Regions from separate parts of the Mus musculus genome. Here regions 1, 3, 4, 5, 6 and 7 are each linked to region 2. The links are chromatin contacts, called in public Hi-C, promoter capture Hi-C and targeted proximity ligation maps. All regions are on one chromosome and are shown on one strand. The core of a region is the stretch at or near the end of the contact, and the rest is flanking DNA. Distances in the headings are between cores, read along the strand shown.

The links. Promoter capture Hi-C pulls out the DNA fragments that hold promoters and counts their contacts. Hi-C and Micro-C count contacts between places; a contact is called where the count stands out from the background.
Region 1: a promoter capture Hi-C map of second pharyngeal arch cranial neural crest shows a contact between it and region 2. A contact is called at or near these places in 6 of 39 promoter capture datasets (the 3T3-L1 cell line, cranial neural crest, frontonasal cranial neural crest and 3 more) and 1 of 9 other capture datasets (pancreatic islet).
Region 3: a contact with region 2 is called in a Hi-C map of pro-B cells, with 6 times the contacts expected there. A contact is called at or near these places in 10 of 39 promoter capture datasets (the 3T3-L1 cell line, the C10 cell line, the HPC-7 cell line and 6 more), 1 of 484 Hi-C or Micro-C datasets (pro-B cells) and 1 of 130 datasets of targeted methods (pancreatic cancer cells).
Region 4: a targeted proximity ligation map of astrocytes shows a contact between it and region 2, with 2.4 times the contacts expected there. A contact is called at or near these places in 6 of 39 promoter capture datasets (the C10 cell line, cranial neural crest, hippocampal neurons and 3 more) and 2 of 130 datasets of targeted methods (astrocytes and large pre-B cells).
Region 5: a promoter capture Hi-C map of stem cell-derived epiblast-like cells shows a contact between it and region 2, with 4 times the contacts expected there. A contact is called at or near these places in 1 of 39 promoter capture datasets (stem cell-derived epiblast-like cells) and 1 of 130 datasets of targeted methods (embryonic stem cells).
Region 6: a contact with region 2 is called in a targeted proximity ligation map of embryonic stem cells, with 6 times the contacts expected there. A contact is called at or near these places in 2 of 39 promoter capture datasets (the C10 cell line and cranial neural crest), 3 of 130 datasets of targeted methods (astrocytes, embryonic stem cells and large pre-B cells) and 1 of 9 other capture datasets (embryonic stem cells).
Region 7: a contact with region 2 is called in a promoter capture Hi-C map of erythroid cells, with 7 times the contacts expected there. A contact is called at or near these places in 6 of 39 promoter capture datasets (cranial neural crest, erythroid cells, hippocampal neurons and 2 more), 1 of 484 Hi-C or Micro-C datasets (B cells) and 3 of 130 datasets of targeted methods (embryonic forebrain, embryonic hindbrain and stem cell-derived stembryo).

Annotation. Positions count from the first base shown.
Region 1 is chr19:10,554,197-10,557,421 of GRCm38.p6, forward strand. Tmem216 (transmembrane protein 216) reads right to left here and starts at 1,567. Exons shown (of 5, transcript NM_001277860.1): 1 at 1,517-1,567; 2 at 867-968; 3 at 333-425. The coding sequence starts at 1,529.
Region 2 is chr19:8,837,361-8,840,768 of GRCm38.p6, forward strand. It overlaps Gng3 (guanine nucleotide binding protein (G protein), gamma 3), which reads right to left and starts at 1,886. Exons shown (of 3, transcript NM_010316.3): 1 at 1,631-1,886; 2 at 1,194-1,293; 3 at 1-911. The coding sequence starts at 1,292. The coding sequence ends at 783. Bscl2 (Berardinelli-Seip congenital lipodystrophy 2 (seipin)) reads left to right here and starts at 107. Exons shown (of 12, transcript NM_001136064.3): 1 at 107-504; 2 at 2,216-2,424. The coding sequence starts at 2,350.
Region 3 is chr19:10,039,647-10,042,973 of GRCm38.p6, forward strand. Fads3 (fatty acid desaturase 3) reads left to right here and starts at 1,902. Exons shown (of 12, transcript NM_021890.3): 1 at 1,902-2,310. The coding sequence starts at 2,086.
Region 4 is chr19:10,181,189-10,184,549 of GRCm38.p6, forward strand. It overlaps Fads1 (fatty acid desaturase 1), which reads left to right and starts at 1,700. Exons shown (of 12, transcript NM_146094.2): 1 at 1,700-2,076. The coding sequence starts at 1,864.
Region 5 is chr19:7,266,668-7,270,119 of GRCm38.p6, forward strand. It overlaps Rcor2 (REST corepressor 2), which reads left to right and starts at 1,612. Exons shown (of 12, transcript NM_001320554.1): 1 at 1,612-2,421; 2 at 3,098-3,154; 3 at 3,434-3,452. The coding sequence starts at 2,295.
Region 6 is chr19:6,985,587-6,989,016 of GRCm38.p6, forward strand. It overlaps Vegfb (vascular endothelial growth factor B), which reads right to left and starts at 2,065. Exons shown (of 7, transcript NM_001185164.1): 1 at 1,766-2,065; 2 at 1,188-1,230; 3 at 704-900; 4 at 435-508; 5 at 219-254. The coding sequence starts at 1,825. It overlaps Dnajc4 (DnaJ heat shock protein family (Hsp40) member C4), which reads right to left. Exons shown (of 7, transcript NM_001357001.1): 6 at 2,603-2,689; 7 at 2,325-2,522. The coding sequence ends at 2,411.
Region 7 is chr19:10,575,630-10,579,266 of GRCm38.p6, forward strand. Cyb561a3 (cytochrome b561 family, member A3) reads left to right here and starts at 1,528. Exons shown (of 8, transcript NM_201351.2): 1 at 1,528-2,454; 2 at 3,353-3,445. It overlaps Tmem138 (transmembrane protein 138), which reads right to left and starts at 1,757. Exons shown (of 5, transcript NM_028411.4): 1 at 1,455-1,757.

The DNA of each region.
Region 1 (3,225 bases), core at 317-2,816, 1.7 Mb after region 2:
GAGAAGCGGAGGGGATCTTGAGCTCTTTAGGAATGTACTGCTTTCCTCTCTCAGAGCAAGGAGAAGACGCAGGCACTCTTGTGGCACTCAGGCAGCTGGGAGGACTGGTCTAAGATCAGTGCTACTGCCCGCTTCTAGCCTCACTCACAAACACACAGGTAAACCTTGACCTAGAATATGAAGCGGCAGCTTGAAGCCTCAGGGAAGAAGCAATGGTATATACATTACCAGATCCACTCTGATAGTGAGCCTAGGTTCTTTGTCTTGTTAATCAAGTTACAGGCTCCAGCATGTCTCATAAGCAATGGAAATATTTTCTGAACAACACTCACCGAAAAACAATCGTATGACTTCAATGCCAAGATAGAGCAGCAGCATCACCACATCCAGGACTAAGTTGGCTGTTGGGTACGGCAACAGGAGCCCTACAGGAGGGAAAGCCAGAGTATGCACACACCACCTAGCTAACGGTCAGCCCCACGGCCCCACAAGGATGGACGGCCACAAACCCGGGACAAGGATACCAACCAGTCTTAACATCTCACAAATCAGCAAGGTATAGATTGTTACAGCTACAGGCTTTAAGTTTCCAAGTCCTGACTCTGCCAAATGACTGAATTATAATGGTACACAGATCTGAATATTTTAGTAAAGAGAGATGGGGAAAGAGTTGGGATGGAGAAACCCACATTTCTCAAACTCAAGTCTTGCTGAAAGACATCCTATTTGATCATTCTAAAGCCATTAGTTGGAGAGACTTCTGCCTTGCAATGGAGATGCCGCTAGGACCAGAAGATAGAAGGTTCTTGGAGTATGCTAAAGTGGAAAAGGGTTGCTGGGGCAGAGGCAGATAGGCCCAGGCTTACCTTTGTACAGGAAAATAAGGAGCTCCAGCAGGAAATAGGTAGCATAGTACCACCCATTCAGAAAGAACAGGACTTCCAGGGGGGTTGAGGACAATCTTTTATCTGAAAGAAAGCAAAACAAAGAATGGGCAGGGCAGCTAGAGCTCTACTCTGTTCTGTGTGAAGGTTCTTTGTAATCCGGAGAAATCACAAGATTATTGTGAATGAGGGAGAAACTTCTGATTGCTAATGACGTGAGTGTTGGTGTGGCAGGAACTGCCTTCAATCTCCTTTCTCAGGAATCACTTTGACATCTACTTCTCTGACAATTCAGCTATAATCACAGCTGAGAGGCACCTCAAATATTCAACCCTGTCACTTCTGAGGGGGAAATTGAGGCACAGAAACTAATTCTGTCCAAGGCGGGAGGATTCATAACTGAGCCATCCCAGAATAGGGCCAGCCGGGGATTTTTAAGAGTACGGTATTCGAGTACCCATGCAGGCACTCGGGGTGATCAGAACAACCCAAGCCCGATTTAGACAAGTGAAGAGTAAGACCCCGACTTTTAGAAATGGAGGATTAGGTCGAGCTCTGGAGACAGAGAGGTGGAGGGGGCTGGCAGGTACCCGTGGGATAAGGGGCAGAGACACACACCTCCAGAGTCTCACCTCGCGGCGCCATGTTCAGTCCCCATGGAAACTGCGTACACTGCAGCGCCCGGAGCAATGCGGCGCTGCCGGAAGCGCGGCACCGAGCCGCCCGGTCTTCTGGCCGCTCTGCCTGCCGGTGCTACTCTATGGTTACCCCACCGGCCGCGCCCATGCACAGAACAGCGCCAGCCGTCAACCACCTACAGTGGTCTAGGGGGAGGATGGGGTTTTAAACGACGGCAGAGAGACCAGAACACTTCTCCAGCTGAACTCTCTCCATCCCCGGCGTCATGGCGTAGGTCGTTAGTGGCCCGGTGTGGCCGAGTAGTTGGAGGATCGGCCCTGCGCCCACCATTCTCTTTTCTACTGCATGTGTTTTTTTTAAAAACACCCCATGCCACTGTCGTGCAAAAGGCTTACCTGGAGCCTATGTAAACACCAAAACCGTTGAAGATAGAATGTCCTTTCTAGGAGTACAAGGGAAAACAGCGGTGCTATAATGAGATTCTCCTGCGACCCAAAGAGTGCAAGGGTGTTGAAAGGAGACAGCGTCTGGCCAGTTGGAAATTGAGAAATGTTTCCAACAAGCTTGCGCTATGAACGAACCCTGGCCGCAATTTGAAGCAAGAGCGTGTTGTTGCAGGCAGGGGGTGAAAGAGTAAGATTTCTGAAAAGACTCCAGCTGTCAGCCCTTAGAGTATGGCAGTCAGTCAACAAATAACGGGAGAGAGTAAGTAACCTGTAATGAAAGTGCTATTTCCCTACCTAGTAGGAGTGTGGATAAAGGCAGTAATTGTTGCTTCTCAAAGCAGGTCCTCACTCCGGGAGAATAATTTAAGTAGAAGCCTCCCTCCATCACTCCCCACCTCCACCTCTGCTCTCCTTCCTCCTTCACTTCTGCTTGTGCCTTCCACTGCCTTATTCAGGTCTGGTTTAGTTTGGCTAGACAGGTCTCCTATGTAGGCTAGGCAGGCCTCAAATTCTCCTGCCTCTGCTTCCCGTCCAGTACAGGGGTTTCAAGTGGGTGTCACAATGTTCTGGCAGGTCTTAAATGGAATTCTAAGTTCCCACTAAAGGACCACGGCAAGGTGAGGTGATGGAGAAAGCCCTGGTCCCTGCACCCCATCTGAACTACCTTCATACACACCCCTGCTCTGAGTCTCAGAGGAAAGGAGGGTGGACCAGTTGCTTGTTTTTGTAAATTATGGGTCTTAAATCACTCTGCCTAAACATTTTGATATTGTATACACATATAGTTCTCATGCTACAGTGAAAAGTTTACCCATTGTCAACAGAGATGATATAATCTATAGCCTTAATATCACCTGGTTGGTTAAGAAAATGATGCTGTTTCATGTCAGGATGCCACAACAGCATAGGTACCAAAAGTGGACACAGACTAAGTCAGTAACCTGCAGGAACCTTAGAATATGCAGCTGGGTCTCCTGCCCTCTGGGGTCTAACCCAAAGCTTGGGGCTGCTAAGCAAACACTCCCCACTGGGCTTTATCTATAGCCGTGCTCTTACACACTTTTCTTTAGTAAGCCACAAATAAAACTCAGCCCCAGGCTGGAGAGACGGCTCAGTGGTTAAGAGCACTGACTGCTCTTCCTGAGGTCCTGAGTTCAATTCCCAGAAACCACATGGTGGCTCACAACTATCTGTGATAGGATCTGATGGCCTCTTCTGGTGTGTCTGAAGACAGCTACAGTGTACTCACATACATA
Region 2 (3,408 bases), core at 636-3,135:
TTTTAAGACCAGAGGATCGCATAAGGGATCGTTCCCTATTGGGAACGCTGGGGACCGCCATTTTAAGAGCACCCTCGGCGCGTGCCTCCATGCGGGTACGAACAGGCAGCCGCCATCTTGGGCATTGGCTGCCGCGCCGAGTCGCCCTGTCCCGCCCCACGGCCTCTCGGGCCACCTCCCCCCGGGGCTGCTGTCCCTGGGCCTGCGGAAACCCACCCTGCTCGCCCTTGTGTGGTTCTCGCCGCTTACGTTGCGCGCTCGTGTGAATGCTCCGCGGCTTCTGAGCGCTCGTTTTAACAACCCCCCACTGGGGGCGCTCGGGCACCTTATACTTTGCGATCTCCAATCCTTACAATGTCTAACGGGCTCGACTGGCCCTGTTCCCTGGATATGGCAAGTGTATCGATTAAGGATCCTCTTTCCCAAGAACGCTAACACAGACGTTGTCCTCTGAGGCTCTGAATGACTTTATTCTTCAAATGCCTTTACCTTTCATAGCTCCAGGTGAGCACCCGGGCATCCCCCTCTCCATTGCCTGAACGGATGGATCACCGAGGGAAACAGGCAGGATTTTGGCAGTTTAGCGGGGTCCCTTTATAGATAGAGTAGAAGGTGCTTGGAGTTAGCCTGAAAGGGTGAGGAGATGGGGTAGACATGGGTAAGGAGGGCCTTGTGCTTCAAATAATCTCCGGGTAAATGCGGGTAGAAGTGATCTACTACAATTTCCAATCTAAGGGCGGGTCTGGGAGGGGGCGATGAGTTCAGAGGAGGTCCACCGCTCTTCAGAGGAGCGCACAGAAGAACTTCTTCTCCCGGAAGGGGTTCTCGGAAGTGGGCACAGGAGTGATGAGGGGGTCCTCACAAGCGTGGGCATCACAGTATGTCATCAGGTCTGCTGCTGCCTTGGACACCTGGAACCCAGCCAGGAAGGGATACATTAACCAGAATTCCTGAAAGGGACTGCAGTTCTCTTCTCCAATAGACTATCTTTTTGTTTCTAGTGCCCTTTGAGACAGCCCTCTCCCCCAACGCCAGTCCTCGGGAACAACTTTGCTGACAAAGCCCAGTTTCTGCCACTGACCTCAGGGTGTCAAGAAAAGAAGCATCTTTTCTTGGGGGGAGGGGGGAGGGGAGGGTATTGCAAACCCACAGCTGAGCCCTGAAGGGCTGATGGGAGCCAGGGTCGCACCCACCTTTATCCGGCACAAGCTGGCCTCAATCTTAAGCTGTTCCACCATCTTGCGTGCTTGACCAATACTCATAGTGCTGTTAACGGGGGTCTCCCCTTTCATCCTGGAGTAAAGACAGTCAGCTGAAACACTCAGCTCTTCACAACCACACACCTGGGATTGTGCCCCCATTCTCCAGTGGCCATCCCAGGTTTTTTTTTCTTTCTTTTTTTTTTTTTTTTTTAAGTAGGGAGAATGGAGAAGATAAAATGAAATATTCTCCTAACCCCTGGGTCCTGGTCATCAAATTATACAAACGATTTAAGGATTTTAAGTCTTTGAGCCAAATATGTTACCAGCAATGAAAGCCTCAGTCAGAAAGAGCCCCACCCTGATGAAATCACATCAGCCACCTGTCCCCCCTCAAGCCCTGAAGAGAAAAAAAGCTGCTTTCTACTCACCTGAAGTAACAGCAGCGGCAGCCAGGGATGTAGGGTCAGTGGGGAGGGGGCACCAAACCCTGCCTCAGATAGGTGCCCCACCCTGCCAGGACTTGGAGCTAAAAATATCCGTAGCACTGACAGTTAATGCAGAGAAGGTCACTAGAGATGCTCAGACGAGATCCTTGGAGGGGTGGTCTCAGTCTCCACAGCTTAAGTTCTGCCCAGATGGCTGGTACCTGAAGGATGAAGGATGCTAGAAGGAGCTGCTGATTCTGGCGCATACCAACTGCCTGGACAGTGGGGGAGTCAGTCTGCTGTTTGCATCCCCTGTGCACACCCTCACTGCTGCTCTCTCACTACCTGCCCCTGCCATTGTACAAGTCCTTAGTCTAAACTAGATAGCTCCCCAAAGGGCCTGAGGCAGAAGCAGGCTCCCCTCTCAAATGGGGTGGTCTGGGCCTGTGACAGCCCCTGCATTAGAGTCTGTCCCCACTGCGGAAGACCCTGCTCATTTGAAAGTCTGACATCAGCTGGGCTGCTGCTCCCCCACCCCCACCCCCACCCTGACACAGCACTTAGCACCTGAATCTTGGTTTCTTTCAGTGACCCACCGTTCTTCAGAGCTAGGAAAATGTAACACTCTACAGGTGATCAGCTTCTAGATCACCACTTTCTACCACGTGAGTGACGCGAGCTGGGAGACCCAGAGGTAACCCATCAGGAAGATAGCTAAAGAAATGATACATCAAAGAAGAGAAGCTGGGGCAAGAGAGACATGCAGAGACCAGATCAAAGGATCAGACAAAGACGAGGTAAGGCACCTTGCCACGAGAGTTAGTGTGAATGTTGTGAACACAGGTGGGCTTCTCGGAGTGGGGAGTAGGGTGGCAAGAGTTGGCACTGGGGAAATAGGGAATCGATTGGAAATTTTTCATGTAATTTGAGTGGATTACTACTATTCAAAAAGATGTGCATTGGCCTTGCCTCCTGGAGGACGTTATCCAGACGATGCCACCATCAGAAATCTAGTCTCATGGTTTTTTGTAGGGATTTTGAGGTTGGCTGCATCACGTGGGTCACAGAAGGTCAATCACGCAGCATAAAAACTGGAGACTGAAAGGGGTTGAAATGCCGCCACGCTTGACTAGCGGACGGCACCATCTGCGCACACAACACACAAGATTCAGATTCTGGCAGGGTGCAAGGCTCTCTGAGCTCCAGTTGGACTCCTACAGGCCCAAGGAACTCTACTGAATTTACAAAAAACAAACAAACAAAACAAAACAAAACAAAATCAGCATTTATTTCACACCTCCATTCAATCACACTGAAAAGACAGGTGGTAAAGGTATGGGCAGAGGGTTGTGGTTGAGGCCTGGAAAGGAGGACCAAGGAGTCCCAGACTGCGTTGGAGATTATAATGGGTCCTTTGGTCACTTAACTAAAGTGTAATGGGCAGAGACACTGGGGAGCAAAGCATTTTACAGGCTCTGCCCTCTATGCAAGGCTCAGCCCCTGTAGGCGATTGACAGTTGGGCGGGGCTTCCTCGGCAGCCGGAACTGCCTTCTGTATATTGCCTGGGCAGCGAGAGGCCGGTGAGTCTGCCTCGCCGCGGTGGCGATCTGGTGTACACCGCATTACCCCAGGGGTGGGCGCCGCAGCGTCGGCCACAGGGTGCTGTGCGGGGGTAGGGGTCACTTCCTCCGTGAGCGAGCACAGGTCCAGGCAGAGGAAAGAAACTCTTGGGAGGCAATTTTGACTGCTCTAAGGCTGCTGGCTTTGAGCCAGACTGGCC
Region 3 (3,327 bases), core at 652-3,151, 1.2 Mb after region 2:
TGAGGCCAAGATCCCAGGGAAGGAGCCCTTGAATGGCTCTTGAGCCAGCCACATCTTACTGAGCGAGAGGTGTGAGAATGAATCAAGGCCACACCCTATGAGCATCCAAGTTTGGATACAATAGGTGTATTCCCTGGGAAGCATAGGCTTTCTCTATCCCAGTCCTCACTGTGACCATGTGGGGGCAGCAGTACCTGCCATCCTCTTTGGCCAGGGCTCCTGTATCCCCAGGTGTGAAGAAGAAAACATGTTCCAGGATTTTGAAGAGCCTTCATAGAAAGGGATTGAACAGCTCCTGTTTGTGGCAATATCTTGGGCTCGTTGGTCCTGGCTAAGCAAAGCAAGAGTTCCTCAAACTAGAGAGAACCAAGAGGCTCCTTTCTTCAAGCTCTGGTCTGCCTGTGATACACGTCATGGATTTTCCTTCTCTCTGAGTTCTGCAGCCTAAGATGGAACAGGAGTAGATTGGACATGTTCAGAAAAGAATTCTGGAAGTTTCCCAAATGTAAGACTGGACTGTGACACCCTCCTCACTCTCCATGGAGGCAGTGTGTACGTAGGCTGCCCCTGATGTCACCTCTCCTCATCTCACAGGTCCCAGGTATCTAACCAACATTCTTTAGAGTATTGCTCGCCTCTGCTTTCCTCCTTGTCCTGTGTATTTAGGCCTGTAATAGTTGCATCTGGAGTGAATGCTTTCAGCCTTTTTTAGTCTTATTGTTCCCTAAACAATGCAGTGAACAATTATTTATAGAGCATTTACATCACATTAGACATTATTAAGAATTCAGAGCTGACTTAAAGTGTATGAGGGGATATGTGAAGGTTACATGCATATACTGGTTTTTTGTAGGCAAGAAACACAGGTTGGTTTTGTTATCCACAGGGGTGCCTTAGAGGTCAGGTCACCTACAAATCCTTAGGTAGACCAAGAGGAAATGTTTGCACATTGGAAAAAATACACTTTAAGGTTCTGAAAAGATTTGCTCCCAACAAACAGGTCTGCCTCACCTTTCTGCCCTGAGTCACACTAGGGTGGTGTGCGGGAGTCTGTTTTAACTAGCCCTCAAGGAAATTCTGATGGACCTTCAAGTTTGCCAGTTGTGAAAGCTTTTAACTTTTAAGGAACTGATGTCTGTCTCAAAGAAACATCGTACAATTGGGAACGTAGTTACACTCTCAAGAGGATTTGAATTTAATAAGTCAAAAATGTGACACCATGAATGGGGAGAACTGGGAGGTGGTGACAAGCAAGCCACCCATTGCAGACTGGACCATTCTTTCATCTCCTGAACGGCAGACCTCCACGCAGCAGTGTCCTCTGCTCCTCCTCCAGTGGCCAACCTGGGCATCCCCAATCCTGCGTACAGCCAGGAGGAGAGGCCATCTGCTCCTGCAGATTGCTTTAGATGGCTTCCTCGCGTGGATATTGAGGGTTTACTGGGGGATGAGGTCCATTGTTTGGTGGCTGTTGACAGTCACCCCAAGGTAGTGTCCTCATTTCTAGCTACCTGGGATGCCTGGTTAAAGACCGGTGACGTCCCTAACTACATTTCTCAGCCTTTCAGGGCTCAGACTTGGGCTCATTTCGGGCCCCTGCGGGTGTGCCTGGGCGCAGCGGCCTGCAGGACTCCCGTGCGCGCTGGGTCCCCATCCCCCGCCTTCTCAGTTGAGCCGAGAGTCCGAGAAACTGGGGGGGGGGGGGGGCAGTGCCCCGGGGGCAGTGCCGGGCGTGGTGGCCCCAGGCCCTCGAGGGTGGGGCAAGCCCCTTCGCGACACCGCCCTCCCCGGGCAGCCAATAGATGTGGAGGCGCCGCGCCTGGATTGGAGCGAGAGCGGGACTGGCCAGCGCGGGGGCCGGGACGAGGGGCGGGCGAGGCGAGCGCTGTCAGCGCGGTTATAAGGGAGGGAAAAGTTCCCTGCGCGGAGAGCCGGGCAGGCGCACGCTCTTACGGCGGCCGCAGCGGCAGGGCGGGGCCGGTGGGGCGGGCGGAGGAAGACCCCTGATTGCCACCTCGCCTCCCTCAGTGTCTCTCTTAGACCTTGGTCACGTACCGGGGTCCGGAGGACTTGTGTACAGCGGCAATGGGCGGTGTCGGGGAGCCCGGAGGGGGACCCGGGCCGCGGGAGGGGCCCGCACCGCTGGGGGCGCCCCTACCCATCTTCCGCTGGGAGCAGATCCGCCAGCATGACCTACCAGGCGACAAGTGGCTGGTCATCGAGCGCCGTGTCTACGACATCAGCCGCTGGGCACAGCGGCACCCAGGGGGTAGCCGCCTCATCGGCCACCACGGTGCGGAGGACGCCACGGTAAGCTAACCCACAGCCGGCGGGGTGGAGCCTGGCACTAGCGGTGGAGAGGGAGACGTTGTTCATAGGCTTGGCGTCTCATTCCACCTGCGGACCTTAGCATCCTTTTTGCTCTTTCTGACCTTTGACCCCTTCCCTGGCTCCAGAGTTGAGATGGAGCCTGAGGGAAGGAGGTCTCTTTCTTTCACGGAGGATGGGCTGTTTGGGTCAGTCTGTGGAATAAATAGATCTCAGGGAAGAATGGGCCCCCAGAGGTGGGTGTGCCGTGAGGGGCAGATTCTGCCCCAGGTAAGTACCCTCACTGTTGTACTGAGGGTTTCTTTTCTGCTCTGAGTGTCACAGACTATTTTCTGGTGCTTCCAAGAGCCTGGGGCAGGGCTGGGTCCCTAGCGATAGGGACGTGCCATCAGAAACTGGGGGCTGGGCAGCAGAGCTTGGGCAGGGCCTGGAGGTCTGTGGCTTATCCAGCACTTGTGTAGACTGTTCTGAGGGCCAGTGACTCACCTCTGCTGGGCTGGCAGCTACACGTGGGAAGACTTTGCCAGGCTGGGTGGGCCTCCACGGGAAGCACAGTCACCCCAGTCACCGACTAGCCCCTGGGGACTCTGGCTTCCCATTCTCAGTCCGTGTCTAGACAAGAAGGGATGGAACTGGCCTGAAGGACTATCTGGCTAGAGCCCAGTGGTGAAGCAATTTCCCAGACCCTTCCTCCTTCAGTCCCACTCCATGGACAAAGGTTGAGGCCATGGTGCTCTGCCCTCGACTATCCAAAATTGTAGGTTAGTCACATTGGGTACCCGGAAGGTCTTTAAGACTGGAGGGAATGATTCTCTAGTGGAAGAACTTGGTGGCAGCAGAGGAGGTTCTCTGTGTCCCAGGACTGTCATTGTCCCTCTCCTCCCGGATTCACTCCAGGCAACTGAGAGGGATAAGAATGAGACAATTCCTGAAAATCATCAACCTGTGGGCCAGTGTGTGTGTGTGTGTGTGTGTGTGTGTGTGTGTGTGTGAGCCTTC
Region 4 (3,361 bases), core at 450-2,949, 1.3 Mb after region 2:
ATACTTCTTATGCCAGAATGGTTTAGCACCATTATCAAGAACGGGAAACTGAGGCTGAGGAATGTCCGTGCAGACAGTTTAGTTCTCACACTTAGCCAGAGCAAGAGCGAAACTCCAAGGAGAATAGAGATGTTTTGTTCCCAGTAAAGTTCCCTATTGCAGAAAGACCCACAATACACAGAATTGTTAGAGAACAGGCTCTGTGCCACAGTTGGCAAACGGCGCTCTAAAGAAGCTCATGCTTCCAGAAATAGAGATTGCTAGATTCACCAGTCTACACACTGCTGGTGTAACCACTGCTGAGGCTGTCACACAAACTTCACGATTGATTGCGTCCTACTGTCTCCTGACAATTAAGGCCACTAAACCTGTATAATTCTAATTAATATAGTGAAACACAGTGGTGCTTGCCTATGATTACAGCACTTGGGAGGCCAAAGCAGGGCGATCATTGCAACTTCGAAGCTAATCTGTTCATCACAGTGAGTTCCAGATCAGCCAGGGCTACTGCTTCCAGGGACAAAAATAACAACAAAACACAATACGAAACTAAGATCACTAGAAATAGAAAATGCTAAAGCTAATTGCAAATGTTAAACTACATACAAAGAAGGCAAGGCTGGCCTTTCTTCGTTTTATTTTTGTTTTAAAATCGTTTTTAAAATTGCATTTATTTATTTATTTACGTGTGTGTGTGTGTGTGTGTGCTGCCATGAATTGCAGGCAATGTAGGCTAGAAGAAAAACTTGTGGAAGTCAGTACTCTCCTTCCATCTTGTGGGTCCCAGGGATCCATTTCAGGTCACTGGGTTTTGCATCAGGCAACTGTTCCTCCTGAACCATAGAGCTATCATTAGTATTGTTATCATCATCATCATCACCACCACCATCATCATCATCATCACATTTTAGTTAGTGCATGTGTGTGTGTGCATGCGTGCATGTGTTAATTGTGTGTGTGTGTTCCTAAGTACTATATTCTTGTAAGTCAAAAGTGACGGCCAATCATAGCAGACAAGACTTCTGTTAGCGTTGGGCTATCACGTGAGCAAAAGCCTGGAACTGTAGCCAATCAGTCTCTTTCTTTATGTTAGTCCTCTTTCTTTCCACACATGCTAACTGCCCACCTTGCTAGGAAGGGGGATCTCTGAACGGCTACTGGGTCAGGATGCTGTTTTGTTTGCTAAAGCCACTGTGTTTAATTTGTCACGTGTTTCCTAGGGGCAGGAAATTGACAGAACGTTTGCCTTAGCACAATCTGCTGTATGAAACAGAACGTGGAAAGCAGTGCCTGTAAACCCAGAACTCAGGAGAGTCAGAGGTTCAAGGTCATTCTCAGCTACACAGTGAGTCTGGGGCCGGCCTGAGCAACATGAGAACTGTTTTCTTTTCTATATGTTCACACCAAGCTTCTATGCGCCCTTGGGACCTCCGCCTTAGCTACATCAAGCTGTGACGCACTCAAAGGAACCGTTATCCTATCAATCCCTACCATGCTCAATAAAAAAATAAATAAATAAATTCCGAAGTGGAATAGCCTGGAGACCACTTTCAGGCCCCGCGAGGGGGCGCGTCTCTGCCGCTGGAAGTAGCCTGAGTCTCTCCGGGGAGTGGGGAGTCTGTCTTTGCTACCCGAGAGAGGCGGAGCTCGCGCCCCACGCCACTCGGCTCAGCCAATGGGAGCTCGCGCCGCGGGGCTCGGCGGTCCGCGCCAAGGGTGCTGAAAACCCTGCGCGCGAACGGCGGTCTCCGGGCGCGCGCTCGAGGCAGCCCGACGCTCCCCTAGTTCGCGAGCCTGGCGTGCGCTGCCCCGCGGCCCGGAGCGCGCACCTCTCAGACTCCAGCTTCCCCCGCCAAGCTTGCTATGGCTCCCGACCCGGTGCCGACCCCTGGCCCGGCCTCCGCCCAGCTCCGCCAAACGCGCTACTTTACTTGGGAGGAGGTGGCGCAGCGCTCCGGGCGGGAGAAGGAGCGATGGCTCGTGATCGACCGGAAGGTGTACAACATCAGCGACTTCAGCCGCCGCCACCCGGGGGGCTCCCGGGTCATCAGCCACTACGCGGGTCAGGATGCCACGGTGAGAGCGGACAATAGGCGCATCTGCACCTCGGGGAGGGACATTGGCGGGGAGAGAGGCCTTTGAACCCGGGATGCAAGCGCCTGAGAGACCGGAGCGGTAGACGGTGGCCGGAGACACGCACACTCAAACAAAGGGCTGGTTGCACATCCGTGCTTTGCCTCTGGAGTCTCAAGCATGGGTTGGATAGGAGGGAATGAGCTTTCCAGGCACCCGTTCAACGGTACTTGCAACCTCCGGTGGTGGGAGGAGGAGTCTGAGCAGAGAGTGGGAGTCGCGTCCTGTCTGCCAGGCTAGGAGGGTGAACACAGCCTTGTCTGACCTAGAGAACTGGCCCTAAGTTGGGATTCGGAGCGGAAAGGAAGTGGGAAAGGACTGCTTGCGCTAGGGATGACACTGAGGACCCGGTGCTTGGGCATCACCTGTACATTGTGAAGCCCGGAGGGTAGGGTAATGAACCTGAGCCGGTCCAAGACAGCTTGCAGTTGGAGTCGTAAAACTGTACTCGGATTCTTAGTGCGAGGTCACTTGGGCCAGGGAGGTCGACTATTGAGGGAATAGGGCTCCCGCGCGATTAGACACTTCGCGGGGTCGCGTCCCTTTTCCGTTGTAGCTTACTGAAGGAAGAGTCAGTACGAACCCCAGCTTCTGTCTAGTGGCCCTGTTTTCTCTTTTTAGACCATATCCTCCCTCAGAGGCGAGGGCCGGACTAGGAATGACTTAGGACAGAGCATTCTTTGACAGGATTGTCATCTGTTGGGTCTCTACATTTGGGTCCATCTCCCTTTTAACTACCTAATGCCATCCCTCCGACCTCTTACTCCTTGTCTGCCAGTCTAACGTGCTCCCGGGGTCCTCAGGGTTCCTATTAAGTTGCCCATGAAGTTAGAGGTGGAGGGCCTTAGCGACCAGGCTAGAAGGAGCCGGTTTCTAGAAGTAACCACCCAGAATCCAAACAGCAGTGCATTCCTATACCGGTTCATGAAAGGATGGAGCAGACCCGCTCCGTCTAGGCTTCCCATTCTGTGTGGCTTGGGGGCCTAGGATTTCATGGCAAGGACAGCGATTGGTCTGGATGTGTGGTGCCACTGACCACGGACTCCACCTCCGCTTACAGCTTTTTTTCCCTAAGGCCCTCCCACCCACCTTGTATAACCCATATTAACTATTCCGGAGCGGGAATGGTCAGAATGTTGAGGGAAATAGGGAACCCTGCCCAAAGGAGGAAGAAATGTGAAGAGTTCCCCAGCGCTGGCATAGGTAGGGAGTCTTCCTCACAACAGAA
Region 5 (3,452 bases), core at 362-2,861, 1.6 Mb before region 2:
AAGAAAGACGCCATCATAGGAGAGTGTGGTGTGCACAATGGTTGCTAGCTAGGCAAAGGGATAGAAACAGGAGCACCTCACTACAAGGTACAGGTATTGGGGACAGGTCTGGCTCCCTGCCACTCATTTCTAGGGGCCACTGGAAGTCGCTTTGCCTCTTGGTACAGACCCCTTCAGCTCAGATTGCCTCTGGTTCATTTTTTCTTTCTTTCTTTCTTTCTTTGTCCCAGATCTCCCCACCCTGAGGCTTGGTGCCCAGCTCATGATTTAAGGGGAGGAAAAAAGGCCCCATAACCTTGGCCCAAGGTGTGGCGGGCAACGTGGCCGCTGACTGGGTGGCCCTATGTGGCCGGACAGTGCTGAAGTCGGGCGGGGTCGTGTCTGACTCTGCCAGCCGCAGGCAAAGAGCCCCCAGGAACAGGATGCCCCAGCCAGGTCGTGGCCTGACCACAGGACCCAGGCCGGTCGGCCACAGCCAGTGGGTAGGGGCAGGGATCCCCGGTTGGGGCCAGGGCTGCTTCTAAATTTAGGAATCTGATTACAGAGTGGCCAAGGAAGGGAAGGGAGAGGAGGGTGCGCGTGCAGGCTCGGCTCGATCTGGGCATAGCGGGTGTGCCCGGGTAGAGGCGTGTCCAGGAGTCCGGGCTCCCCGTGGGAGGGACAGCGGGCGGGGGCTTCGGCCTGTGTGAGCTGCAGCACGTGCCCCAGGCGGCGGGGACGGGCACAGGCGCAGCTCACAGGCTTCGAGCTGCTGCCGGTGAGTGCGCTGGCTCTTTGTGTGCCTGGCAGGGTGGCTGGGTCTGGCTTTGAAAGTCTCTGCCCACCCCCTCCCCCAACTCCGTCTGTGCCTCCCAACCCGCTTCCCTGTCTGTCACTCTGCCTGTGCCTGTCCGGGGGGAGGGGGGATGCTGCTTCCAGCTGGGGTGACAGTGAACCCAGTGAGGAGCTCGCCCCTTTCAGCCCAGAACTTGCCCTATTACCTTTCATACTCATTCCTCAATCTTTGATACTACTGTTTTGGGTGCAGACTGCAGCAGTTGAAAGACACTAGGGTGACCCCTGGGGACCCACAGACCTAGCAGAAGTCAGGTTCTAGCCCAGTGGCTCTTATAGAAATTCATCTTGCGCCTGTCCGGCCTCCCATCCGCTTTGGCCCCCAAGGGCGCATGAAGGGGGGGATCCCCCTGCGGAAGGGGGGGCAGGGAGTTCCTTGGCAGGAAGGGAAATGGAAGGAAAAGCTGGGCTCCACCCGGGCGGTCGGACAGGCGGCCTCAGGGCCCCCGGGGCAGGCCACAGTAACCAGAGCCCAGTAGTGTGTGGAACCGGTGTGCTTGTGGGTGGGGCTGACCCCGGGCTTCTCCTGGGGGGCACTGGGGTCTACCCAAAAGGGCCAAGTCTGAGAACTCAGAGACACCAAGGGTGCTCCCTGGGGGGGGTACGTGCGCCCCATTCCGGTCCTGACCCCACCCCCTGGAGGTCTAGCCCCGGCCCCAGGCCCCGCCCCCCGGGCCCTCCCTCCCACCCCAGGGCCAGATGTTCAGCTGGCGGAGGCATCGGCTGGGGGAGGGGTGCTGAGGCCGCAGCCGGCACTACTTCCCTGCCAGCAGCTTCATTGTGTGCGCGAGGAGCGAGCGGCGGCGGAGAGCGGGCGAGCGAGCGGCGGTAGCGCGAGCGCGGCGGGGCGAGCGAGCGCGCCGGGGAGGGTGCGAGGCGGCGCCCGCGGCTGCGCTCCGCCCGCCTCCCGGCAACTCTGCTCCAGCGCCGCACGCCGTGCGCGCCGTCCTGCCGCCGGGGCTCCAGCCGGCTGGCGTGGTTGCCGTGGGGTCGGGTCGGGCAGGGTTACCTCCGTTGGGGATCGGGGCATCCTCAGCGCAGCCGAGGGGCGCGGAGTCAGCTGCGGCGGCCACTGCGCGGTAGCCCTTGCTGGCCAAACAGCGTGGGCAGGCGCGCGGCGCGGCTCCGGGGCTCCCCGAGGGCAACGCGCCCCGACTCTCCCCGGGGGAGAACCAGCCCCGAGGGGCGCACGGAGCGAGCGTGCCCCCGGCCGCGCCGTCTCCCCCGTACCCCCACTTCACAAACTTTTCTGCCGTCCTCGCCCGTGGGGGTCGCAGTGAGCGTTAGGGCTGCCCTCCGGGGCCCCGACCTCCCGGACCCTAGCCACGCTGACCTCCTGCCTCTCGTAGCCTCAGTGGCGACCCCTCCAGGCCGGGCCAGGCGCAGCACTCGAGGCAAGCGCGGCAAGCTCCTGCGCTCTCCAAAGGATCCCGTGCCCCTCGGGGCTGCCGGGTAGGGTAATGCCCTCAGTAATGGAGAAGCCCAGTGCGGGCTCCGGGATCTTGTCCCGAAGTCGGGCCAAGACGGCACCCAACGGCGGACAGCCACACTCGGAGGATGACAGCAGCGAGGAGGAGCACTCTCATGGTGAGCCTGGTGGCCTAGGGTTAAAGGCGCGCTGGTCCGGGGAGGGATCATGGAAGGTGGAGGAGGGGGGGGGGAGAGTTGCGAACCACAGATGGTTTCTGCCGCTCCTGGATTGCAACCTCAGCCTTCTCGTGCCTGGTGTTGCCGGCACAGGAAATCTACAGGCTGGGCCCTTGACCACCCACCTCCCCTTTGCCCTCAGTCGTTGAGGGAGCTTAGGATGCCTCTCTTGGATGGATTGGGTCCTCATACCTTGCAGCCTTGCAGGGGACTGAGGTCTGATTGGACCAGGTACTGGGAAGATACCTCTATGCGGAGCTGTGAAGCTCATGTGGTGGGGAGGAGCCCCGAGCTCTCTGCAAGGCTGTGGTCCAGATCTAGGGGCAGCCCTCCAAGCTCCCACCCCCAGTTAGAACAAAGCACTTTGCTCTAGCCTGGGCTTTAAAAGTGTCCTCTTAACCTCCCCTTCCCCCCATGGCCATGACTAGGCAGGGTATGACTCTCCTAGTACCTTCTATCGGAGGGTAGCTGGGGGGCACTATCAAGGAAAAGTGAGTCTCCTGTATGGTGGGGGTCCCTGAGTGGTCAGGAAGGAGAACTCCAGATCAGCTACCTCCCCTCACTATATCCTCCCCCTACTTCCCTGGAGTCTTGACTGCCTCCCCTGGCTCCACAGACAGCATGATCCGAGTTGGAACCAATTACCAAGCAGTAATTCCGGAGTGCAAGCCTGGTGAGTGGCAGGACAGACATGGAGGGAGGGAGGGCGGCAGGGAGGGGTGGAGGCTGATGGCTTGGCCTACAGCCCCACCTGGGAACTCTTGGCTGGCTCCTGCTTGAGGGACAGGCGGTGGGCGGGGTGGGTGGCCCCGTGGCACTGTTACTTTTCCTGCTCTGCCTTCCTGTCTGGGTCTCAGCTCCTCCTTCCCTTCTGGGCCTCACCTCCTCGCTTGACTGTGTTGCTCAGTGGTCTCCTGTTTCTGTGAGTGCCTAATTCTGCTCATCCTTTCAGAGAGCCCTGCACGCTATAG
Region 6 (3,430 bases), core at 815-3,314, 1.9 Mb before region 2:
TATGGCAACCCTAGGAGGAGAAGCGACACGTCTGGGGTGGGAAGAGTCTTCCCAGGAGCTAGGGTTAGAGCAGAGTGTGTGGATTTGGGGAGTATAAAAGGGAAGAGAGTCGGGTGAGAGAAGAAGGCAGAGGGGCTGCAGCCTCCTGGCTCACTTGTGCACCCCCTAACCCATGAGCTCTCTCTCCTGGACCAGCACCAAGAATCCCAAAAACTCACCTGTCTGGCTTCACAGCACTCTCCTTTTTTTTTGGTCTGAAAAGAGAGAGAGAGAAAGATTAAAGAAACCCAAGCCTCCTGCACTCTTGCCCCAGGATCCATGCCTACTACTTCTGGCTCTACTCTCAGTCACCTGGTCCCTACTAAGTAAGGTACAAGCCCATGCCTGGTACCCCCACCCCATGCTACACTTTGTGACCTGGACCTGGCTGGCACCTGCATTCACATTGGCTGTGTTCTTCCAGGGACATCTCCCCCAGCTGACTGCTCGGGTACTGGATCATGAGGATCTGTGCTCAGGAGAACGAGGAAGAGACAGTGAGTGGTGGGGGGCAGGGCCAGAAAAAGACAGAGGAAGGGGATACTAGATAGGCTAGAGAAAGAATGACCAGAAATTCCCACCTCCAGCACGCCCCTCCCTGGGTTGGCCCAGCCCATAGGACATCACTGTCCCATCAACACACCTGACCCATAGGCCCTGGTACCTGCATTCGGACTTGGTGTTGCCCAGTGGGCACACATTCCAGGCCATCGTCAGGGCAGCAGCCACCACAGCGCTGCACAGTCACACAGCTGGGCACTAGTTGTTTGACCACATTGCCCATGAGTTCCATGCTCAGAGGCACCACCACCTCCCTGGGCTGGCATGTGGCACGTGCATAAACGTCTATCCATGGCACCACTGTGGGCAGACCCAGATGGATTAAGTTCTTATCAGGTCTCCTGAAGCTCCTCTGAGCATGTAGCCTCTCTGATACCCTATCACCACCACCCCAACCATCTTTTAAACCTGTCTTTCTCTGCCTTGTTTCTCAAGAAATGATTAAGCCCTCTGCCTCAGTTTCTTCCTCTATGGAATGGTATCGCCCAAAGGAGTTGGGATCACGCAAGATAAGGGATATGAAATCAGAGCAAGTGCTAACCCCTCTTAGTACTGGCTGGTGGCAAGTTATTGTTAACTATTATTACCTTTCTTCTGGTGGCTGGGGCCATCAAACTGGGACACAGGGGCCTGTGGGAAAGAAGATACCTGGGCCCAAGATGCACTCTAAAAGGGCTGGCCCTGTGGCTATGTAAGGGCTCCGTCCTTGAGTCAGGCTTCTGCGCCTTTCTGACACCTTTCCAGATTTATTCTGTTCCCAAGACCTTGGTTCTAATTTTTCTTGTATACTCAGACATCTGGTACTTTCCCTGGCCCAAGACCCACCAGGCATACTCTGGGAATGGTACTAAAGCCCAAGCCTTAGCGCTGGGCTTGTTTTAGGTCAGGAGCCAGGATAGTGGGAGACAAACGAGGTTCGGAGGGCACGGAGGCAGCTCCGCCCTACAACCGCCCAGGGGATGGGGTGAGGTGGGGGAGTGGCCCCAGGGGCATGGGCTAGGACTAGCGGGCCTTCGCCAAGGGGCACCTCTTAAGGGATATTCCCGGTTTGAACTGAGGATCCCCTCGACAGAGGTAGCAGGCGCCTCCCCACTTCCGCCAACCTTGAGAGGGCACCGCGGGCGGGCGGGCGAGCTAGCGAGCGGGATGTCGCGGACGCACGTACCTGGGTGCGAGCCAGCTGCAGCAGTGCAACAAGCAGCAGGCGACGGAGCAGGGGGCTCATGGTGCCCGCGGGGGGCGAGCGCCGGGAGCGCCCGCATGGCCCTAGCCCGGCGGCGTGGGGGGCGGCGGCAGCCAGAGCCCCATGGCGCGGGCCCGGGGACCCGGGGCGGGGCGCAGGGGGCGGCTCCTCCGCGGCCCCCTCCCGAGCCCTGGGCGCAGGCAGCGCAACGCAGCGCCGCAGCGACGGCCTGAGGAACAAGACAGGCAGGCGGCCTGTAGTGGCGGCGGTGGTGGCCGGGACGGCGGGCAACGGGGACGGCGGGGGGTGGCAGGGGGCCTGGCCGGGGCTGGCGGGCAAGAGGCTCATGTGACCTAAACACGCGCTCCCCACCGGGCCGCGGGCGGAGGCGGGGCGGGGGCGGAGCCGGTCCCCTCCAAACGCCCCCTCCCGCCGCTGCAGGGGAAAGGGGACACACCGCCCTGGAGGCCGAGCTCCGGGGGTCGCTGCCTCACGAGGGGAGGGGTGAGGAGATGCGTGACCTGAAGGACCGAATCGGACAGGCGTCTGAAAATGAGTTTATTGCACGTGTAGTTCTGGACAGGCAGCAGGGAGAGGACCAATGAAGGTCCCATTTAGTTAAGCCTCTCAGGGGCTTGTGTCCTGGGGCATGATCCTGGAGCTTTCTGGAGGCAGGGAGGGTTCTGCCCGAGGCTGCTGCCTCTGCTGGCGCTCCTGCTGAATCCTGGCTCTGTTGGCCCTGGAAAGAAAAACAGGATCAGGACAGACATCCTGGAGGGTGGTGCTGAAGCAGGAAGCAAAGTCAGAGCAGTGACAGACCTGGCCCTGGCCCGAGTGTCATTGTAGATGGCTGTAATGATCCGGTCCTTTTCATCCATGAAGCTGCGATGCACCTGCTCCAGCTTCCTGTGAAGGAATTGCAGTTAACTCCGAGTCTCCGAACTCTGGTGTCCCTCAAACCCTGGTCCTTGACCAGGTTCTAGCATCTCTCACACAACTTTACATCTCTCTCTATAACAGACACCAAGTGGCCCAAGTCCCAGAACTAGGTGGCACCCTAAGTCACTGGCTGTCCTGTGAAGAAGGTTGGTGAAACAGCTCTGAAATCAGGTTGCCTCTCCCAGAAGACTAGAAAGGGGGCATATTTAGGTAATCTCCATTGCTAGATACTACGGACAATGGGCTCCATCCTTTGGGTTTCTATGCCACAGAAAACTGGTATGACAGCATGCATTCGAGTGTATGGTGAGGTCCTGGCAGCTACCATGGACTGTCACTGTTATACGGCACTTGTCCTTCCTCGCTCTTTCTTTCTTTTCTTTTATTTTTTTTTATGGTTTTTTGAGACAGGTTTTCTCTGTATAGCCTTGGCTGTCCTGGAACTCACTTTGTAGACCAGGCTGGCCTCGAACTCAGAAATCCACCTGCCTTTGCCCCCCAAGTGCTGGGATTAAAGGCGTGCACCACCACTGCCTGGCCCTCTTTCTTTCTATATTGAGACACAGTTTAATGTAGCCTAGGCTAGCCTCAAACTCCATATGTAACCAAAGATGACCCTGAACTTAAAAAATTTGCAAAAAAAAAAAAAAAAAAAATTGCTTGGTGGTGATGGTGCACTGACTTCGAGGCCAGCCTGGTCTACACAGG
Region 7 (3,637 bases), core at 278-2,777, 1.7 Mb after region 2:
AAACCAATTATCAAAACAAAAACCCAGCTAAAGCCAGGCATAGTGGCACACACCTATAATCACAATATTCAGGAACCTAAAACAGGAGGATTAAGAGTCTGAGGCCAGCTTGGGTTATGAGAGCCAAGATTCTTCACCAAACAAGACAAACCCAAACCCATCCCAACTCCACCCCACTGCACCATAACTTGTCATTCATTCTAGAGACTCATTAACAGCAAATTTTTCTCCATGTCTGGATCCTTCTTAATGCATGGCGCTTTTTTTTTTTTTTTTGGAACCAGATCTTGCTATGTAGCCCAAGCTCATCTTAACTTCTTGATCCTCCTGCCCTGATCCTCAGGGTAAACCCTGAGAGCCTGTTCTACAGGAATTTACCCACACCTGACAAATACACAACTCTAACCAAGAATATTTAGGGTTACTACAGAGCAGTGACAGCCTGGTCACATAATAGTAGTAATGGTAGTAAATAAAACCCTTATATATTTCATGCAACACTCTAGGAACTGTTTCAATCACAGATGTTATTAAAATCTTATAATAACCTCATAAGGTAGAAAATCAATTCTTATTTCCCTCAATTCCTAGATGAGAAAACTGAGGCTCAGCAAAGGTAACTAATTAGACCAAGATTCCACAGCTGGTAGGTGGCAGAGTGGTATTCTAAGAGGCACTATACAACCAGCCTATTTCATAATTTATAGAGTGCTATCTAAGTAGGTGAGAAATATGTCCTCATAGAAATGGACAGTGTCACATACAGAAGGAGTTGAGAAGACAAAGTACTCTCCTAGAGGAACTTTATAAAGGTTATGACAGAAACACTGAGGCAGCAAGTGAGGGGAGCATATTTATAACTTTACTTGATCCCTGGACTTGAAAAGCAGCCATTTTAGTGCATATAACCCTCATTTTGCAAAGGTTCTGAGGGGTCCGGAACCCGTCCACCTTCCGCGGTGGAAAAGCCCCGTGGTTTTCTTTTCTTTTCTTTCTCTCTCTCTCTCTCTCTCTCTCTCTCTCTCTCTCTTTAAATATATGAATGTAACTTCTCTGGGCTTGAGTTTTCACACAATATCTCTCTAGGTACCAGCGCCATGATAATCTTGTTAACCAAGAGAATTTACTTTAATCCTCATAACAATCTGCAAGGTAGGAAAGAATTATCCCCTGGCTATAGGCAAGGACGCATAAATAGAGTCATTTCCTCCAGCTCGCAAATGAGTAGAGTCAAACGCACCACTTGGTAAGGCTCTACCAAGGGCATCCGTTAGGCAGAAACGCCCCTCGCTCTGGCTACGCGGTCGAGCACCCTCCAGTTTAACACGGTTTTCCTCACCAGTCCCAATCCGCTCACAGACCGAAAGGCCTCGGCAAAAGACTCATAGCAAAAGCAATAGCAACACAAAATTCTGACTTCCAGCCACTCTATGATCCCCAGCATCTACACGCACCTCAAGGAACCGACGTCGGTTGTCATGGGAACACTCGCTCGGCTTCCGGAAGCTGGCTTTAAATTCCGGAAGTAGATTGCTAATTGCCCGCCATGTTAGGGTCTTTGCTTTCTCAGGCTCTCCCTGTGACCGGTTCTTCTATCTTGCCTCGCTGAGGGCCGACCCTAGCGTGAGGTTGTTAACCCCAGCATTTCACCTGTCTCTGGACGGGGTCTGTGGTTAGAGACAAGGCTGATAGGACGCAGCGCTCCTAGGAATCGGACCGCTCAGGAACGCGCCCCTTAGCTTGCAAACCCCATTTCCCAGACGCCCCAGCTCACCCCCGGAAGTGGCCGAGCCTATAAAAATCTCACTTAGCGCCCTCTGTAGCGGATGCCGTGGTCTGCAGACTTGCTGGAAAGTCAGTTCTCCGAGGTTCAAGAGGAGCCTAGGGAGTGGCAGCTCTCGCTGACCGGCGGGTCCCAGAGACCTGCCCCCAAGGTGTCCCACTGTGTGGCTAAGGGTGGGATAGAACCCGGGCTGGGAGAGCCGGGTTATGGGTTCCAGTGGTGGTTCCGCCGCTTCCTTGCTTCGCTCTGTCTTACCTCGGCGTTCAGCCTATTTTTCCTCGTAAGAATTGGACACTTTTCCGTGCCCCTTCCATACCGCAGGTGGTGTTCGTAGAGGCTCTCACGCTTTTCAAAAGGCGTCTCATCTAAGACTTGCTAGAACCAACCTGACTAAAGGAGTCACCGTCATACCCCCCTTGCACCTGGAGTAAATCTGACTGTCCGAAGGACGAAGGACCGGTCTGTGAGCACTTGTGCTAAGGTGGACTTTATTCACACTCCTGAGTGGAATATTATTTGTCACTCACTCCTGAGTCCTGCCGTTTGGAGGGGCTGCCTTTGGAAATGAGTTCTGGGAACTGAACACAGGAACTGGGTGCCTGTACCAGGCTTGCCATTTGCCTGACCGAGTTACTCTTCTTTGGATCCCGGCGCTGCAGTACTTTTGAATTGTAAGATGCAGGTTTATAGGATTTGCACTCTAAATCTGGTCCCCAGAATTCTTAGTGTCCCTCCGTCTTTGAGGAGGAAACAACTAACTCTGCCCTTTGGTCTTTTTGTTTGTAGCTCTAACTTCTAAAAGTAACTGTGTTTGGAGTACAGCCTTTTCCTGAGAGTAATGGAAGGTTCACTTCTTAACCCAGGGACTGATTCTGTTTTAGCTCAGCCTATGAGAATCCTTTAGCCAGTGAATTGAGGAAAACATTAAATAGAGGTTCGGTACACTTCTTAAATCAAGGTAGATAAACTACACCCCATACATCTAACCCTGAGTGGCTTTTACATATTTAAACTATTGGGGCAGAGGGATCATATTGTGTGAAATGTGAAAATCATGTAAAACTTAGACATCAGTGTCTGTGGTGTTAACGAGGCACAGCCATGCTCATTTGTTGAGATACCCTTCCTGGCTACTCTTATATTACACCAGCCAAGAATGAATATAGTTGTGACAGAGGCTTCAAGCCCAAACAGCCTAAAGAGTCTGTGGACTCCCTCCTTGAGCATGGGGCTCAGCCAAGCAAGGACAGGAGACCCGGCAGTGGTGAGCATGTCTGGTGTCTTAGTACAAACTGCTCTCTCAGTGCAAGTGAGAGCGTAGTCTCAGCCTTTGCCTGCGTTCTTTTCCTTGCTTTTGCTATTTTAGGAAAAGAGAGGGCTTATTTGTGAACTGTAGACAGCAATGTAACTAACTTTCCGGCCTTCTGTCAGAAAAGTGTCCCATCTGTTCTAAGCCTGTGGCAAAGTGCTAGTCCAGGACTTGTAACTGGAGTGATGCGGGTTGGTTTGGAATGTTTTGCCTTTCCTTTTCATCAAATGTGTCTGTATGTGAATGTTATGTGTATGCAGGTTCCTGTGAAGGCCAGAAGTAGGTATTTGGTCCCTTGGAGCTGTGAGCTGATGTAGGTGCTGGGAACTCAGCTGTGGTGTGCTGCAAGACCAGTATGTACTCTCTTAACTTCTTAATGGCCAAGCCTTCCACCCCCACACCCCTGCCTTTATTTTTATTTTTTATTTTTTGGCTAGGGTCTTATTTAGCCTGGGCTTATGCTCAACTACAAACATGTAGCAGAGGTTGGCCTTGAACTTCTGATTCTTCAGCTTTTTACCTCTGGAATGCTGGGATTATAGGCG